Linked DNA regions of Ovis aries: region 1 is linked to region 2. Evidence: chromatin contacts called from public Hi-C data. All regions are on one chromosome and are shown on one strand. The core of a region is the stretch at or near the end of the contact, and the rest is flanking DNA. Distances in the headings are between cores, read along the strand shown.

What was found. Hi-C and Micro-C count contacts between places; a contact is called where the count stands out from the background.
Region 1: a Hi-C map of muscle shows a contact between it and region 2, with 3 times the contacts expected there. The contact joins the enhancer-like site here to the promoter of TLE3 in region 2. A contact is called at or near these places in 2 of 16 Hi-C or Micro-C datasets (muscle and omental adipose tissue).

What each region holds. Positions count from the first base shown.
Region 1 is chr7:17,381,025-17,384,552 of ARS-UI_Ramb_v3.0, reverse strand. It overlaps a transcript of LOC121819946 not described here. Among named protein-coding and RNA genes, the nearest start is that of UACA, 250 kb to the left of the region's middle. Within about 2 kb of position 2,227, at least 14 of the 54 cell types and tissues checked have an H3K27ac peak or open chromatin away from gene starts, as enhancers often do.
Region 2 is chr7:16,979,576-16,982,748 of ARS-UI_Ramb_v3.0, reverse strand. It overlaps TLE3 (TLE family member 3, transcriptional corepressor), which reads left to right and starts at 1,384. Exons shown (of 18, transcript XM_060418548.1): 1 at 1,384-2,505; 2 at 3,077-3,173. The coding sequence starts at 2,482.

The sequences.
Region 1 (3,528 bases), core at 978-3,477, 400 kb before region 2:
TTTAAATTAGAAAAGCTGGGTTCAAGTGTAGGATCTGTCATTGACCTCCTAACTGTAAGTTGGGGAGTTTTTTCTCACTGCTGTGGCCTCAGTTTATTCATCTGTAGAAAGGGGCTAAAACTCTATCTGCCTCATAGGTCATTATGAGATTTGTGACTCATGAGCATATTCCAAGAACTGGCCATGTGAGGGGGCTGATTATCAAGACCCTGTAGCCTGGGGTGGTCATATTCAAAAGCTCTGAGGCTCAGTGCTTGGCTCCACTGTGAGTGCCAAGCTTCTTGACCTCTTGGGCCTCCTTGGCTGTCCATGCAGTTCCAGGTTATGGCACCAGGGGTCAGGCTTGCACATGGATGGCTGAGCTCAGCCTTTATGGTGCTCCAGGGGCCCTTCAGCCTGGGGGGGTGGTGGTGTGGGGGAGGGGGGCAGTTGGGGGTGGGAGGGCATAAGGATGGGGCAGTAGCCTGTATTTGATATGGTTCTTGGCCCTGTGGGTCAGTGACCTACAGATGTGAAGGGTGAACTGCCCAGCTTTCTCCTTTCATATTTTGCTTGGCGCTTCTTAGAGGACTCCTCATCTCTTTGGCCCTCATCGAGAGACCCCCATGAAGGAAGCTGAGTTAGTAGGTAGCTGGAATCTGGAGAGAATTCTGAGCAGGGAGTTTGGAGAGAGTTTGGGCTGCTCTCTGCCAAGTTACTGGTGTCCTTGTGGGTTATATTGCCTTCTGAGCCCTGGCTCCTTCTGCAGTGGAATGGGATAAGAATGCCTCACTTGGGATTTCCCTGCCTCCCTTCGACTTTCAGTGGCTAGGTCTCCTCAATTCCAATGCAGGGGGTCTGCGTTCGATCCCCGGACAAGGAGCTAGATCCCGCACGTGGCAACTAAACATCAAAGGTCTGATGTGCCGCAACTAAGACCCAGTGCAGCAAAATAAAATATTTTTTTAAAAAAAGAAAGAAGGCCTCCCTTTCATGGGTCTGTTGATCTGGTGAGCTGATGTGTTGCTTTCTGGCAGTTCTAATGTCTCTAGCATCTGTCTAGAATGGTTTATGTTTGAAGGTGGAGACCCACCCTGAGCACGAACTACCCAGATGATAAAGAATAGATGAAAAGAACCCAGGGTGGGGGCAATAGCGAGACACACCACGTGATCCCTTGCCAACTTCTGGAAGTAAGCACCAAGCTGTGAGGAGGGTCAGGGTGCCACCGCCCAGAGAGGGGCAGTCTCTGCCTTGATCACGCATAGCTGGGGGCACAAGCTCAGGGCTCACTGGGCAGGAGGCTGACTGGGCTTGTTGGCCCATGCACATGAGCAGTAGATCAGACAACCAGAGCGGGTGTGCTGGGCTGTTGGCGCCTGGGACTTCAGATTCAGCTCAGGGTGTTTCTGGGCACCCGCTCTGGCTGTGGGGGCTCTTTCACTAGAGGCAGACACAGATGCTTTCAGGGCAGTGGAGTGAGCCGCAAGACGGTTGTCATCTTTGGTCCAGGCATCGGATCCAGAGGAGACTTCTCTTATCGTGGCTCCCTGGCCTCCGCTGAGAACCTCACACGTCTGGCTCTATATTGTGCAGCCAGAAAGGTGGCTCACGCGGGGCCCTGGAAGAGTTGGTGTGTGTGAACCAGGACCACCCTTGCCAGGGGCCCGGCCTTCCTCCCAGCCCCACACCTGCTGCACCTCAGCCAGTGGGAGCCGTGCGCTGGGGTTTCTGCTCTGTTCCCTGGCCACCACTGCGGTATGGCTGGGTTGCTCCGGGAAGCCCGAGGACTCTGGGTAGTGTGCTTTCTCGGGGTGGGTCCCGATTGCCCTGATGGATTGCCCTCTCACCCCTGCTGGGTTACTGTGGTTTCCTCATCAGCAGAAATGACTTCTCACCCACAATTGCATCAGTCTTTCCACAGATCGAGTGAATCACGTTGCACGATGTGGTTTTGGATCATGCCCTGTGCTCTGCGAGGGGCTGGCTGGGCCAGTGGGCTAGGGGCTGGGGCGGACTGTGCTTTGACTTGGACTTGGGAGAGGGAAGCAAAAGCCAGAAGGGGATTGCCAGGGGCGGTGGGGGGGCGGAGGGGAAATGGAGTTGGTGTGAGAGGATGTGGAACTCATTCTCACGGGCCTGAGAGGGGGCTGAACCAAGTGTCCAGTGACCTTGACCGCAACCGCATTGGGGAACCATACAGCTTACTCACCCCCAGCTCTACCACTACCTTCAAGAGGGAAAGAAATGAAGAGCACAAGCTGATTCACCCTCTAATGCACTGCAGGGGCGAGGGCGGTGGGGACTGGGAGATGAGCTGGTTTCGTTTCCTCTTCTTTCTCTATTTTGAACTCCATGGCTTGCTTCCCCTTTAGCTGACATGTTGTGGCCACGGGCTGAGGGCTTCCAACCTCAAGGCCAATTTCTTTCCTCTCTCTGCTTCACAGCCTACAGCTGCCCGTGGGTAGAAACTGTCTGCAAGGACTGTGAGGACTTCAGGGGGTGGATTCTTCCCAGAGGTAGAAAGAGGCCTCCTACTCCCCATCCACAGCAGCAGGAACAATTCTGCCCATTTCTCAGGTGGAGAGGATGAGTCCTCAGGGAAACGTGGCTAGTGCCCTGCTCTCCTCCTCTCTTTCTGAACCTATAGCACGGCCGAGCTCCGTATGTCAGACTCGTGGGATCCTCCGGGATCTGCCGGTGGGAGCGGATGGCAGTGTCTTCTGTCCAGGGAGAGGAAGATGTGCAGAGGCTCAGAGGAAGGGCCCTGGAATGGGTCACGGTTTCAACCTTACCAACTTGAGCAGAAAAGAAACAGGCCGTGACGCATGGAGGTGTCACCGGAGCACAGCAGCCCAAAACACAGGCATGATCATGCCTGGACCGGTGTGGATTTGCCTGAATGACAAACTCCTGTAAGCTACTGAAATCTGGGGGGCTATTTGTTACACAGCATGGACCATCTGGGCTTCCCAGGTGGCACTAGTGGTAAAGAACCCGCCTGCCATTGCAGGAGGTGTAAGAGACACTGGCTCGATCCCTGGGCCATTAAGATCCCCTGGAGGAGGGCATGGCAACCCACTCCAGTGTCCTTGCCTGGAGAATCCATTGAACAGAGGAGCCTGGTGGGCGATGGTCCATAGAGTTGCAAAGAGTCAGACACGACTGGAGCGACTTAGCAGGCATGCGTGCACACAAGCATGGTCTATCTATCTTGACTCCATAAATGCAAGCTCAGGAGATTGACCTTGATCTTGGAGGCCAAGGGAAGTGAATAATAAAGCCTTAGAATGACAGTGCCTACACCCCACAGTGGGGCTAAGACCGAGCTCTGTCTTCCCCCTAGATTGCATGTTCATGGATGCAGTAATATGATTGTTGTTTTTTTTTTTTTTTCATCACTGAGTATATCTGGAGCCTGGGACCGTGCCTGGTATGAAATAGTTGCTTATTAAGAATTTGCTTTCTCCCTTCCTGCCCCCAGTTTCTCTCCTCTCCAATTTCTTCTCCTTGCGGACACCATTCACCGCCTCCTTCATTCCTTAATTT
Region 2 (3,173 bases), core at 135-2,634:
CCCGGGTGCGTGCGGGTTCGCGGAGATGTTGGGGAGGGGGGCCCACCTGGGCTCCCCGCCCAGCAGTGCCCCTGCGGCCCAGGGCGCGGCCCCCCCAGCCCCTCGACGCTCAAGGGCCGCGTCCCCTCGCCCCGTCTGCCCTGACGTAACCCCGAACGCAGTAGACGCAGGCTATGGGTTTGCGGGCAAACTGGCCCCCGGAGTCGAGTGGCCTGTGCGACCGCGCGGGGAGTCCCGGAGGCGCGGCGGTGGGGGTGGGAGAGGAGCGAACGGGGGCGGGTGAGCGTCTGCGCCTCCCGGGGCGTCGAGGCTGGCGGCCGAGAGGCCCACAGGCTCGCACGCGCGCCCCTCTGCAGGCTTCCGCCGACGCCGTGACACTGCCCGGGGTTAGGCTGAGAAAACCGGGTCGGAACTCGAAGCTCCCGGGCTGGTGGGGTAAGGCCGCCACCGTATTCCAGACTCCGCTTCCCTGGCCCCGGCGCTCACTGGGCAGCTGCGGCGAAGGCGTAGAGGTCTCCACCGGAAAAGAGTTCCCGAGTGGGGACAGCGCGGACTGTGCAGGGTGTCCGCGGGCAGACGGGCCCTTCTATCTGCGCAGCCCGCCAAGCAAGAGTTCCTCCGACTTGTCCTCGCGGGCAGCCGCCGCACATCAAAGACGCTGTTTATTTGGCTTTCCGTAAAGGACAAATGAACAAAGAAGAAAAGCTGGGGGCCGTGGGGGCGGGGGTGGGGGTGGGTGAGCAGGAGAAGGGGCTAAGGAAGGGACACTCTCAGTTCCGAGCAAAATTAAGGTGGGAGGCAACTTTGGGAGCCACCATTTTATCGGTCCTAAATCTTGTGAAGTGAAAACATTAAAGTGACAAAGTGATTCTGTTTGTTTTATAGTATCTAATTGGGCTGCTTTGCAGACCTAATGAGATTAGAGGGAGGAATCGTTCGCCGCCACTGCAGAATAAACTGATACATTGCTACCAGCCACAGGTTTTGAGGACTGTACAGCTTGTCTCTCTTTCTTTTGTTGTTATTCTGTCTTTCCTCTTTTCCCCTCCCGCCAAATGATTATTTGCTAGTATATCGTGGGAAAAAAAAAAGAGAGGGGGGGGGAAACCACAGCAGCCCTGGACTATAATATATATCTATTTATTATATGTCTTTCGGTTAATTCCTGATCTGAGGAGCGCTGTTTTTCACTCCCATGCGAAAGTCACCAGCGGGTAGGGCCTGATTGCTACTTTTCATGCATAGTTTTAGACACAAGAGGGCATTGTGACGTCGCGCCCGGCGGCGCCCAGTCGCAGGCCGAGTCCGGCTGCCCCACGTGGGGGCCCCGAGCTCCCATTGGCCAGCGCCGGGCGAAGCTGCCACATTATTTTGTTACTTTTCAGTCCCTATTTGGAACTGCTCTCGCGGCAGTTCAGACCTCGTGCTCGTCCCACTCGCCTGTCTGTGTGTGGTATCCGCAGGTCCGGGGCACTTTTTTGGTGTGTGTGTGTGTGTGTGTGTGTGTGTGTGCGCGCGCGCGCGGGCGCGCGCGTTGGGTGTGTGTTGGGGGTGGGGGGGAGTGTCGGGGCACGGAGAGGAGAGCCGGGCCGAGGCGAAGGAAGGAAGCCGCAGAGCTCCTGGGTCTCGAGCTGCGTCTCCCCTCCGGCGCTCTTCTGCCTGCGCGCTCCGAGGCGGCGGTGGCGGCACCGAGCGCTCCTCGCTGGGGACTCGGCGCTCGAACTGGGAGCAGCGAGGACACTCTTGCGGCGGCTTCTAGTGCTTGCTGGAGTTAGGATGCCAGGGCGGTTGATTCCCACCCACTGAACGCGGAGTTTCCTCCTCGGCCCTGGGAAGGGCTTGCAGCGGCGGCGGCGGCGGCGGCAGTAGCAGACGGAACAGCAGGCTTTCCTCTCCGAGGGGGGGCGTCGAAGCGCCAGCGCCGGGCTCCCGCCCTCACCCTCCGCCGCTCCTGCGGCCCCAAGCCGCCACCTCGGTGCCTGCCTCCTTCCTCTTCTCGCCGAGAGCCGCCCCTGGGATCGGACCCGTGCGCCCCGGATGCTGGGGCTGCCCTGGCGCGCCCCCCTCCCGGCGCGACGCGCTGAGTGAACCGGAGGGCGCTCGCGCTTGCCCCAAGAGGGGCCCCCAGACCTCGGGACCCCGCGCCAGACCCGCCAGGGAGACGACGATGTCCGCGCAGCCCCCGGCTCTGACGCGCTCCACGCAGCGAGGGGAAGGCGGCCGGCCGCAGCTCGCGGAGCCCTAGGTGCACAAAGCCCGCGCCCGCCGACGACTTTGCCGCCTGCTCCTCGGCTCTTTGTCTCCGCTTGGTGCGAGCGCCGGACTCTCGGATTTCGGTGCGAGATCGGGCTGGGGGGGCCGGGGGCGAGCTCTCGGTTTCCCGGCCGCCCCCCGCTCGGGTTTGGCTCCCCCCTCCCCCGCACCTCCCCGGCCCGGGCTCTCTGCGCTTCCACGCTCTCGGAATCACGACCCCTCCCTGCCATGTATCCGCAAGGCAGACATCCGGTGAGTAATTGCAACTCGGTTTATTTAAGCATCTATCATGGCAGGGTAAACGAGGCAGTTTATCTGGCACCTCCATTTTGCTTGTTGCTACCTTTATGGTATGTGTGTGTGTGTGTGTGTGTGTGTGTGTGTGCGCGCGCGCGCGCGCGCGCGCGCTCACACAAAGGATGGGGATGGGGGGGCGCCGTAGAGAGAGGAGGTTAATTCCGCTCTAATGGCGTGAGGGGCTCCCAGTGTTCCTGGGGAACTGTTTGTTTTCATGCTATCCCCCGCCCCATCACCCAAGTCTCCCAACTCGCTCGTTGTGTCTCCTCTGTCCCCGTCTTACTTGGGAATAGGAGCCCCTTCGTAAAAGGGATAGGAGCCCCGCGGCCGAGAGGGAGAGATTAGGGCGCCCCCCTCCCCGTCGGGGACCGGAGAAACTTGTTGGGAAGGTTCTGGGCTTTGTGGGAGGCCCCTTTGGCTGAGGTGGGGGCGGGGGAGACCGGGGAAAGCCGCTGAGGGGCTTGGGCAGCTTGGAGCCGGGTCTGACGCCCCCGCCCCTCCCCTGTCTTGTCCTGGCCGGCTTCAGGCTCCCCATCAACCAGGGCAGCCAGGATTTAAATTCACGGTGGCTGAGTCTTGTGACAGGATCAAAGACGAATTCCAGTTCCTTCAAGCTCAATATC